2 separate regions of the Mus musculus genome follow, and region 1 is linked to region 2. The links are chromatin contacts, called in public capture Hi-C maps. All regions are on one chromosome and are shown on one strand. Each heading gives the region's core, a stretch centred on a gene start, on an enhancer-like site or on the middle of the called end of the contact. The rest is flanking DNA. Distances are from core to core; before and after follow the strand shown. Region 1 holds the start of Abcc9 (ATP-binding cassette, sub-family C (CFTR/MRP), member 9). Region 2 holds the start of Iapp (islet amyloid polypeptide).

Region 1 (5,012 bases), core at 2,114-4,613, 400 kb before region 2:
AATCCTACAATCATTTAATTAATTAATTAATATTATTATTTCATTATTCAGAGAATTCTCTTTTCTCTTTCTTTCTTTCTTTCTTTCTTTCTTTCTTTCTTTCTTTCTTTCTTTCTTTCTTTCTTTTTTTCTTCCTTTCTTTTTTTTTTTGGAGACAGACAGTATCTCACTATATAGTGCTATATCTCTGGGAATGACCAGGCTGGCCTCTAACTTACCTTTGCCTCCCGAGTGTTGGGAATGAAGGTATGTGCCACCATATCTGACCCCAGAGGGTGGATCTTAAATAAATTACCTACTAGAATTAATTAAAATTGTATTTAGGAAAAGATACTATGGAAAATTCAGAATTGTAAGCTCAATATCACGAGATGTGTTTAAGTCACAGAATGAAATATTATGCCACAATTTAAATTATTTCTATGATAAGTTTTAAGTGTCACTGGAGAAAAATTATTGTAAGAGAGACAGATTATGTTGTGTTGCCAATAATCAAAACATGCATAGCAAAAATAGTTTGAGATCAAGACTCTCATGAGTGTTTATTCCGAGGTTGAGCGTCTGATGCCTTAACATTGAGTCTGGAACACATGAACCATGATTTGTTCCACTGAAGAACAAGAAAGGAGGCCTTGTAGAATTGTCCAGCCATTGAGATAGTGAACAGAAGTGATAACCAGAAGTCCAGCTAGTTTCCCTTGCCTCTCTTGCTTGCTCTTATCCTCTTCATCCTGTCTATCTGTCCATTTCTCTGTCTATATGTCTGTCCATCCATCATATATATATATATATATATATATATATATATATATATATATATATATATATATATATATATAGAGAGAGAGAGAGAGAGAGTGAGAGTCTATCTATTCATCATTTACCAACTATCTATAAAATCTATCTATCATCTATCTTTATCCAGCCACTCATCTATGTCTTACCTATCCATCTGTCTATTTATCTCTATTTATCTATTTATCTCTATCTCCTACCTATCATCAATCACCTATCTATCTAATCTATCAATCTATCAATCAATCATCTACCATCTCCTATGTATGTATGTATGTATGTATGTATGTATCTATCTATCTATCCATCTCTTTTGGTGTTATCCTATGTCCCAGGCTTGTTTGAGCACCCTGCCCATCAGCCTCTCTGTGCTTTCTCCTGGTACACCTCAGAGCCTGGCAGGCTTTTCTTCCAAGTCCTTCTTTCATCCATCCAGCACACGACTTGTGTTTTTTACAGTCTGACACACGCTTACTTAATCTTCTAGGTGGGGGTCTTGGCATCTCCTACTTATTCACCTCTTCTTTGTACAATGAACATGTCTAGCTACGAGATATGACCTTAGAAAGAGATTAGTGATAATTCTTTTAAGTGATAATTTATTTCTCTTCAAGATCTATTTTTATCTTTCTGCGTGTATTTGCCTGAACATATGTATGTGGTGCAACATGTGCACCTGGTACCTTCAGAGGTCAAAAACGGGTATCAGATCTCCTGGAAATGGAGTTACAGACACTTGTGAACCCCTACATAGGTTCTACAAGAGCAGCAAGCACTCTTAGTCACCGAGCTGTGAGTCCAGGCTCATTAATAGTAGTATATTTTTTAAAATTCTAAGTGCAATTTCCTTTTGAGTATTTCTATTCAAACTGTATATTTGGCATTATCTGTCTCCTAGTTCCCAATTCTCTGCCCGACTTGGTGTTTCCACATTCTGGACACAATTCTGAGTTTCCCTGTTCTCGAACCACACTCTCTTTTCCTGGCCCCAAAAGCTTGCTATAGGGTGCAGTTACATGCCATTCCGAGGCCGTAAGATCAGTCCAGGATCATCGTAGGTGCCAGCTCTTTCTGGCCTTGGAGGCCCCTGGAAGTGGTACATTCTGGCTCTGGAAGCTGGCCAAGGCTGCAAGGACCTTCCCAGAAAGTGACTCCATTCTCATCTCCTCTGGGGCATGCTGTGCTGGGGTCAGCTTCTGAGCAGCAACTTCTGGAGGCCAGGAGGCCATGGGGTGCTGAGTTCAACTTTAGGGACAGCATGAGGAACCTCGAAGGCACCAGCCCGCCAGGCTGACGAGCCTTTATCTGATCAGGACGGTTGCTACGAACACTGATTACTGCAAAGGACTCAAAACTGGCCCTTGGGAATCTCGAGAGTTTATTCAAGAGTTACTGAGGCCAAAAATTACCCAGTGTGATCATGGCTCATATCTGTAATCGTAACAATCTAGAAGCTGAGCCAGGAGGATTACTGCGAGTTTGAGTCCAAGCCAGGGTGTCTAACCTTCACCCCCTCAAAAAAAATTTTTTTTTAATTTAAAATTCACCCCTTACCACCAGAGGAAAAGTTATTGTGGAGTGTCACATATACATGCATATCTATATCAAAAGCGGGTGTGTGTGTGTGTGTGTGTGTGTGTGTGTGTGTGTGTGTGTGTGTGTGTGTGTGTGTGTAGCTGGCTTCTAACCTGCTATGTGTCTGCTTCTTGCTTTGAACTCCCTGCATCTTTCCCCCAAATGATGGCATTTCAGAAGAACACCAACCACAGTCTGCCTTCAATAGATATTGTTTTAAGCAAGTTTTGTTATTTTAAGAGTTAATTATATCTGTTTGTGAAAGCGATGAAACAAATGAACAAATAAAAAATACTGTTGATGCTGAAACTTGAAATCAAACTCAAATTTTGGAGTGCTCAGACAAGTGCCATTGGTCCATTAGTCTGGACCAGCAGGCAAATTCCCCGGGTCACTGAAAGATTCTGCCCTGTGCCTGCCCATCCAAGTGAGACAAGCATGCCTGGTGGCAGTTTGTTTTGCCTAGAATGAACTATTCAGTTCTCAGTCCTGCTGGGGGCGAAGCTGGGCGAATGGATGGCACTTTTAAATCATTTTTTGGTGGCTAAAGCTAAGGCTGCCTGCAGAGCTGATACTTTCCATGTTTTCATATCTGATAAGCCTCCTCTTTGAGGGTCTGGGGGTCGGTTTTTGCAAGTTCCGCTTTCTGGTGGAGTCTTGGGGGATCCACATATGGCGTGAGTTTGGCACATCTTCACTGCGCTCACCCGTAGGAGCAGCTCCGGAGGAGTGGGGAGTGGTGTGGAGGGTCTGGGGGAGGGTGGTCCTGAATGGGAATGGCCGGAGTGATGGAGGGTCCCAGGTAGGGATGATCCGGGCAAGGAGGGTGGGGGTGAAGAGGGTCCTGGATGGGGAGGGTCCCCGCCTCAGGCGTCTGGGGTGCCTGCAGTTTCCTGCCAGGGCGCGGCAGTGTCCGCCCCAGGCCACAGCGCAGCGCAGCGGAGGAGAAACGCGATAGGAGGCAGCAGCTGGCCTCCCACCACCCTAAAAATAATCCACTCGCCGGCTGCTGACCCGGGAGGAAAACTTGTCGTCCCATGGAGTGCGTGAGCTCCTCGGCTTGCTACAGAGAGATCCCCAACCACTCTGAGGAGTCACTGGCTGTAAGCTGTTGATTTTGATCTAGTATTCCGTCAGTAAAGGCATTCGCTATTTCTAGGATTCAGGGGACTTGCTGGCGAGAAGGTGGGATCAGGTTTCCAAAGTTTGACTTACACAATCCTGCCGGCTGGAGCCGAAACCGGCTGGAAACAGGGAAAGATGTCACTGATATATATATAGAGAGAGACTTTGTTAGCCATTCCCCTTTACAATTCACGCAGCAGCTTTTTCTCTACTAAATTTGTTACTCTTTGCTCTTTAGGAGAAATTTACATCTTCAGACGGTGGGCAGGCTGTTGGTAGCTCAAGTGCACCAGTAGGGGGACTAAGCCCTGGAGCCAAAGCCAAGGTATATTTATTTATTTATTTATTTATTTATTTATTTATTTATTTATTGTTTGCTTGTTTGCTCCGCGTTGGTTACAGTGTCTAAAAACAATCTTATCTGCGCAGGGGTCCCCAGCATTGTCTTTCTTGTGTCACAGAACGTCATAGCCCCTGGAGGGTAAACGCATGGACTAAGACTCGATAATGGATCAAGTCCGTGGTCATTTTCTTGCTAGGAAATTTCCTACTTGGATCTGTATAGAACCAGCCAGACAGCTAGTTAGACAGCCAGACACATCTACGCATTTTGTGAGGTCTCCACTGAGCAAGTTCAGTGAAACGATTGCAGCATTTGCTTTGGCGGAGGGTGGACATCCTGGGCACGTCGTGGGTGGGTCGTCGCTGCCTTAGGTGCCTTTCAGAGGTGAGCTTCTCATTCAGGATGCTTTGCCTAAGCGCTCAGTAGCTCAGGGGTGAGTTGTTCCACATGCAAGAAGGAAAGCTATCCCGTGCATGTTTGCTTTAGATGTGTCCAGAGCCCGAGCTTGGCTGACACTGTCAATGGGGTCACAACTGACAGTCGCTGCCGGGTGAGCAGGGAGGTGGCTGCTTCTCACTCAGTCTTAAGTGGCTGGCAAAAGTAACTAGCGTTTAGTTCCTGATATCTTTTAATATCTTAGCAGTTTTTGGAATTACTTCAGTTAACCTTTGTTCCTCTGTAGAAGTATCAGAAGAGTTGATAGATACATTACTAGAGTTTTGAACGGATACCATGTTTTATGCATACCAGGGGCTGGGGAACGTCTCACAGTGCAGGGCCAGGGCCAAGCACGCTGCTGTTGCTATTCTCCGCAGGAAACAAGAGGACTCCTCTTCCCTCTGTGTTCTGTCCTGCAGGCTACCCCACAGCCAAAGTCTCACTTTTGATCTGTTTTGAAGTTGGCTCCTTCCAAGTCCCCATCCCCAACGACTCTTGTAAGCACTTGACCGCCTTCCAGAGGGATTATGCTCGTGGGGAGAAGATGGGCTGCTTTCCCCTATGGTCCCTTTCCTCCTTGTTGCTGTCACTTTCGTGCACAAACTGAGCCTAAACAGATACAGGGGGAGGGGCACCAGCAATGGATGGCAGGTGACAGTCTGACCCTCAAGAGCATCAGTGTATGGCCTTCCTCAAGTGCTTACAACAGCCTGAGCTCTGGAAGGGAACCACAGAC
Region 2 (5,540 bases), core at 1,373-3,872:
TGGCAATGTTTCCAAACACCAGATATAAAATTTTAAATAAGGATGGCATTTCCCAAACTGCAGCTAGGATTAGAAGTTGCTCTGTGAATTGGAAAACTGATAGATAGATAGATAGATAGATAGATAGATAGATAGATAGATAGGTAGACAGACAGATAGATATAAGATAGTAGACATCATGAACTATTCCTGCAGTGTAATCTCTGTTTGAAGATGCTCTTGGCAGTGATGGGGGCATAGTATAGAGTTCTTTACAGGCAAGTTGTGGGACTGGACTGTGCCGACTGACTAGAGGGAAATAACAGCATCTTAAGTTATTCTAAATAAAACATTGAGTTAATGAAAGGAGCACTACTCCTCATGAAAGACTCATCAAGAACTCTTAAGCTTGTTTTATAGACATGAAATTGCTCCCCAAGGGAAGCTCCTACCTAAAGGTGATGTGAGCATGCCAAAGACTCTTCAAAAATAATTGTTAGGATGCTGGGAAAGGGTGAACCAGCTAGTGCAAGAAATGATAACCCTACTCTAGGCATTTTTCTTAAGGACTTGCCTACATTAACATTCATATTTAGAGGTATGCAGACATTCCTGGGAGCTCCCAGTGATCCAAATACACATGAGCATGTATATGTGTATCCCCATCACCAAAAAGTCACTGATGCAAAGATGTGCGTTGAGACATATTAAAGACATCTTGTTAGCATGTACAAGATAAATGATTATAAGAAAACACAGAAAATAAGGTGTCAGACAGTAATGCTGTAAATTATTCTATTTTGGAGTAAAAGATCATCCACAGACACACCTGCTAGGGGTACTGAGCAAATCTCTGTATGTACAAGAAGAATGATACAAATTACTACCAGACACATTTGTTATGCTATTGAATTTCCCATAATCATTCAATTGTTCTGCTTATCAGAAATTTCATATTGCTTTTACGGTTATTTTTAACCATAAAATAAGCCAATTGAAAATTACAGTTAGTTCTGAGAACACCCAGTGAAACCAGGTAACTCTTGAAATGACAAAAACCATTTTCTGATAATTCCTGGTATTAGTCATAAAAATGATGTAGAAATGTATGCATGCACATTGACACAGACATTCACCCAAGAACAAATACACCAGGGAAAATAAAGAGATGATGACGGTAATTCTAATGAGAGACTTAAATTACATTCCTTTTCAAAAGGAAAATTAATTCTTCATGCTATCAACGAGTGCCTAAGTTTGTTCTTTTATGAATATATGGAGCAAATTGATTTAGGCACAAATTCTCATTACCTTATTTAAATGAGATTCAGAGATTTGGACTCAGGAATCTTTTAAATAGATGGAAAATTACAGTTTTAAGTGGCTTCCATTTGAAGGTTGTAATTACTATTATTCTGTCAGCTGTCTTAAATTACCTTAGATTTCTTCAAACTACCATTTAGTTTTCTTTATTTACCTTTGAAATTTCCAACAAACCTTCCTCAGAAATTATAAGTATGTATAGTCTACACATTACAAACATTTCAGGTTTCACTAATTTATATCCACAGGGGCTCAAAAGTCATTTTCTGATGTAAAAATAACTTCTTATAACTCTGTAATGTCACAGTATGGAATGACTTTCGAATGACTTTAAAACTAATTTTGAAATTTAACTTCTTAAAATCATTCATTTGCTTCCTATTTTTTTAAAGTAAAATATACTTACAGACCCTCTGGAAGAGGGAGAAGAACCTGTTAGTATCCACCAGAATTCCAACTGATATAAAAACATTTTTTTAAAATTTTTGTTGATGGAATTCCTTCAGTTTCTTTTAGTACTGCAGTCACTCAGTGTGGATGTCCGTGTTTCAGTTGCCCCACCACCCCACCCTGGGTTTGCCCCTGTATGTCCTAAAACATGTTCAGGCAGACGTCTCTAAGCATGCCTGTCTATTAAACATCAATCCTTAGTTGCTGACCTTGTCCTTAAAGAACACAGGGTTATGAAACCACTTAGCTTTAAGTACTTCTCATAGCCAGGATTTGCTTAGAAATGGAATGGTTTACATAGCAGTGCAGAATTCTGATTTCCCCACATTTTTCAAAAGAAGTAGAAATCTTCAGGTCACCAACCTTCTGACAGGTGTAGCTCTCAAGTGGTTCAGTGCCACAGAGAGGATGAGGAGGACAGCTGGCAGTTTGGAGATGCACATCATTTCTCAAGATCCCTGAAAAGAAAAAAAAAAAACCCACAGAAATCAAGCTACCTCTTTCTGTTCTGATTGATGCAAGTGTAAATTGGAACCATCAAAGAAAGTTTAAAATGTATTTTACAAAGATCTCTGTTATTTTTCCTTTTTTTTTTTTTTACTGATGCTCAACACCTTTGAAATAGTACCAAATGTTCAATTTTCTTTGTAAAACAACCTGAGAATTTCTATTACCATACACTATTCTTTTACTCTTTTTCCTGAAATGCGTGCGTCCTACAGGTAACACAAAGATTGTTTTCTTTTACTAAGTATTATCTTCCCAAGCACAGGGTATCCTTTACCTTTCAGTGGTCCGAGGCAGCAATATCAGAAAATGCTTTGACAGCCTGAAGCTTCAGGAACTACAGCCCAAGTCTGCATGCACGACTTGGCAATTAGCAAGCTGGCTCTTATATATCCTTCAACTTGCTTAGCTCTGTCACCAGAGAGACTGTCATTAATGTCCATCCTGTAGATGAAAGGGTTTCATTGGCAGATGGAGCAGGTGGGCCATCAACACATTAACACTTAGGTAAATATTAGTAGACCACATACTGAGTGCCTTTGTGTGGGTGATGGCGCATCAGGGGCCGTAGGCGTTTAGAGTTTCATTTTTTTTTTTGTGAGATACAAGTGAATTTTTGAACAATTAAGTCTGACAGTAAGGAAGTGACTTTTTAAAAGATAGTAATTAGGAATAACAATAAAGTGTATTTATATGCAAAGAGAATGCTAGGGAAATGGAGAAGTCATAGCCAAGGGCAAATGATCCATTTTCTCAGTGTCATGGATACTCAGAAACATTTTATCATACCACAGTAAGAACTGTTTTTAAAAAGTACATAAACTGGACCCCCGACATCTCTCAAACACTGGACTACTAAACAGACAGCACACACCAGCTGATATGGGGCCCCCAACACACATACAGTAGAGAACTTCCTGGTATGTGTTCCTTCTGAAATGATGCACCTAACCCTCAAGAGCCTGGAGGCCCCAGGGAGTTTAAAGGTCAGGTGGGTTGAGGGTTGGGGGCATCCACATGGAGAAGGGGGTGGGTGGAGAGGAGGTATGGGATGTGGAGCAGTCGGAGGGTGGATGGGGAGTGGGGTGGGGAATGGAATACAGAGTGTAAAAAGTAAATTAATTTAAACAAGTCAATAAAAAACCCATACAATAAACTGCATTATTCAATTACTATAAAAAGTACATAAAAGGAAAAAATAACTGGACTCAGATTTAAAAAAAAATCTACAGGGAATTTGGAGGGAGTGTGTGAAGTACAGAGCATTCTGGGAGCAGCTGGAGGGAAGAACGGGGTTGAATTTGTTCAAGGCACATTTGTATGCATGTATGAGAATCTCTACGGGTAAAGAAACAATGTACATCTTTAAAGGAAAGCAAACGTCATTCATAAAGATATGCAGAACACCAAATCTTTCTGTCTAAAGATTTATTTATCAGGAATTAGACAGACACCTCATTTTACATAGGCACATATCGTTTAATCATTATTGATTGATTGGTTCATTGAGTAGTTGGTTGACTGTATGTGTTCACGTTTAAGTGTTTTTTTTAAAATTAATTTATTTTTTACACTCCATATTCCATTCCCTGCCCCTAACCACTCTCCCATTGCTCCACATTCCACACCTCCTCCCCAGCCCCCCCCATCTCCACGTGGTTGCCCCCCTCCCCACCTGACCTCCAAACTCCCTGGGGCCTCCAGTCTCTTGAGTGCCTTTATGTAGCGGCCTGAGGACAACCTCAGGAGTCAGCCTTAGAAGGGCTAAGTTGTCTTCACTGATACAGAAGCTATCATTGACCTGGAACTCATCAGTTAAGCTACTATGGCTGGCAAGGGCGTCGATTTTCAGCTTCTCTAGTTCAGGGATATGATGGACATACCATCACTCCCTACAGTTTATAGAGGTCCTAAAGGCAGGTTCTTGTGTGACTCAAGCTCTTTACTGACTGAGTTGTCTCCTCAGCCCCTGATACCTTATTTAAATGGAGTTTGTCCTACAACAGCTTTCTAAGAGAAAGAGCACAGGAAAATTCATGGTCTTCTGTTTCTAATCATATCCTTATTCCATTTAAGAGATTCCATATTGTTCTGACATGCAGCCTCATGTTGCCCAGTCTGGTATTCAACTCCATAGTCGAGGATGACCTTGAACTCTTAATCTTGCCTCATCTCCAAAGTGCTTGTATTGCAAATGCCACTCCTGGGTTTTAGTTTAAGTTCACTTGCCTAAAAGTGTATCCTTATGTATGATAGGTAGCATATACTTTTTATTTTTACTCTTGAAGACATTATATGTCAGCTATAACCACTTAACTAGCCATACCAGCTTAACCACTGGTATGTCTAAAAAGAAAAGTGGTGTCCTTATAGAGAGAAGTAGTTCCTGATTATACTGTGTGAATTTTATAAAACTCTGTAGAAACCCTTTTGATCTTTTCTTTATTCTTGGCCTATGAATTTTCATCTGATGTATTTTGGGCTATATTTATCATCAGAGTGGAAAACCTGCATTTTAAGTATATAAACTTGAGCCTTCCCAAGATGGGATTGAACCGAAGGTTCCCTGAACACTAGGCTCCCTCCACCACTGAGTGATAGCCTCAGCCCCCCAGCATCTCTTTTGTTTCAGACACTGAACTGAATAAGGGTTGGAGAGGTGACTTAGAGGTGAGGTGGATTAAGTTCCCACTGGATAAACCCTCAGGTCTAGCTGGTGTAGAGGCTTCAGCAGATACTAATGGAGAGAGTGACAATGAAATCATCCTAAGGGCATTTCAGCCTAGGATAGCATGTAGTCAGGGATGCTCGAGTGACCATTTCAGCTAGAGTCAGCCAACCTGTGAAGCCAGTGCAGCCCAGCAGCCCAAAGCTAAATCTCTCTACTGGCTAGAGCTTGGGGAACTGTGGGACTCTCCCCCATGAACATCCCAGAAATAAACTGTATCTTTAGGTTTATATGAACATGGAGTAGGGAGGTTGTCCTGAATATAGGGGCAAAATCTTAATGAGTCTTGCATGGAGTGAGTCTGATTAATTTGCTCATTTTATTTCTCTTACTTAAATTGTTTTCTGTGGTATTCATTTGAGTAGGAAGTTATAATATTTCATGAAATATTCCAAAAAGTTCTTTAGACTTAATATACTTACCTCTTTGCATTGTGTGTGTTATAATTCTGTACAGATACGAACAGGTACTTTTAATCTTAAAAAGAATAAACACCTAAAGAACCACTATTAAGATATGTATCTGCTTGGAAGAAACACAAAACTAAAAAGTT

What was found. Capture Hi-C pulls out chosen DNA fragments and counts their contacts.
Region 1: a contact with region 2 is called in a capture Hi-C map of embryonic stem cells, with 3 times the contacts expected there. The contact joins the promoter of Abcc9 here to the promoter of Iapp in region 2. A contact is called at or near these places in 2 of 39 promoter capture datasets (embryonic stem cells and stem cell-derived epiblast-like cells) and 1 of 9 other capture datasets (embryonic stem cells).

What each region holds. Positions count from the first base shown.
Region 1 is chr6:142,700,625-142,705,636 of GRCm38.p6, reverse strand. Abcc9 (ATP-binding cassette, sub-family C (CFTR/MRP), member 9) reads left to right here and starts at 3,363. Exons shown (of 40, transcript NM_011511.2): 1 at 3,363-3,473; 2 at 3,734-3,820.
Region 2 is chr6:142,295,507-142,301,046 of GRCm38.p6, reverse strand. Iapp (islet amyloid polypeptide) reads right to left here and starts at 2,622. Exons shown (of 3, transcript NM_010491.2): 1 at 2,537-2,622; 2 at 2,116-2,210. The coding sequence starts at 2,198. The region is part of intron 1 of Slco1a5 (solute carrier organic anion transporter family, member 1a5); the gene reads left to right.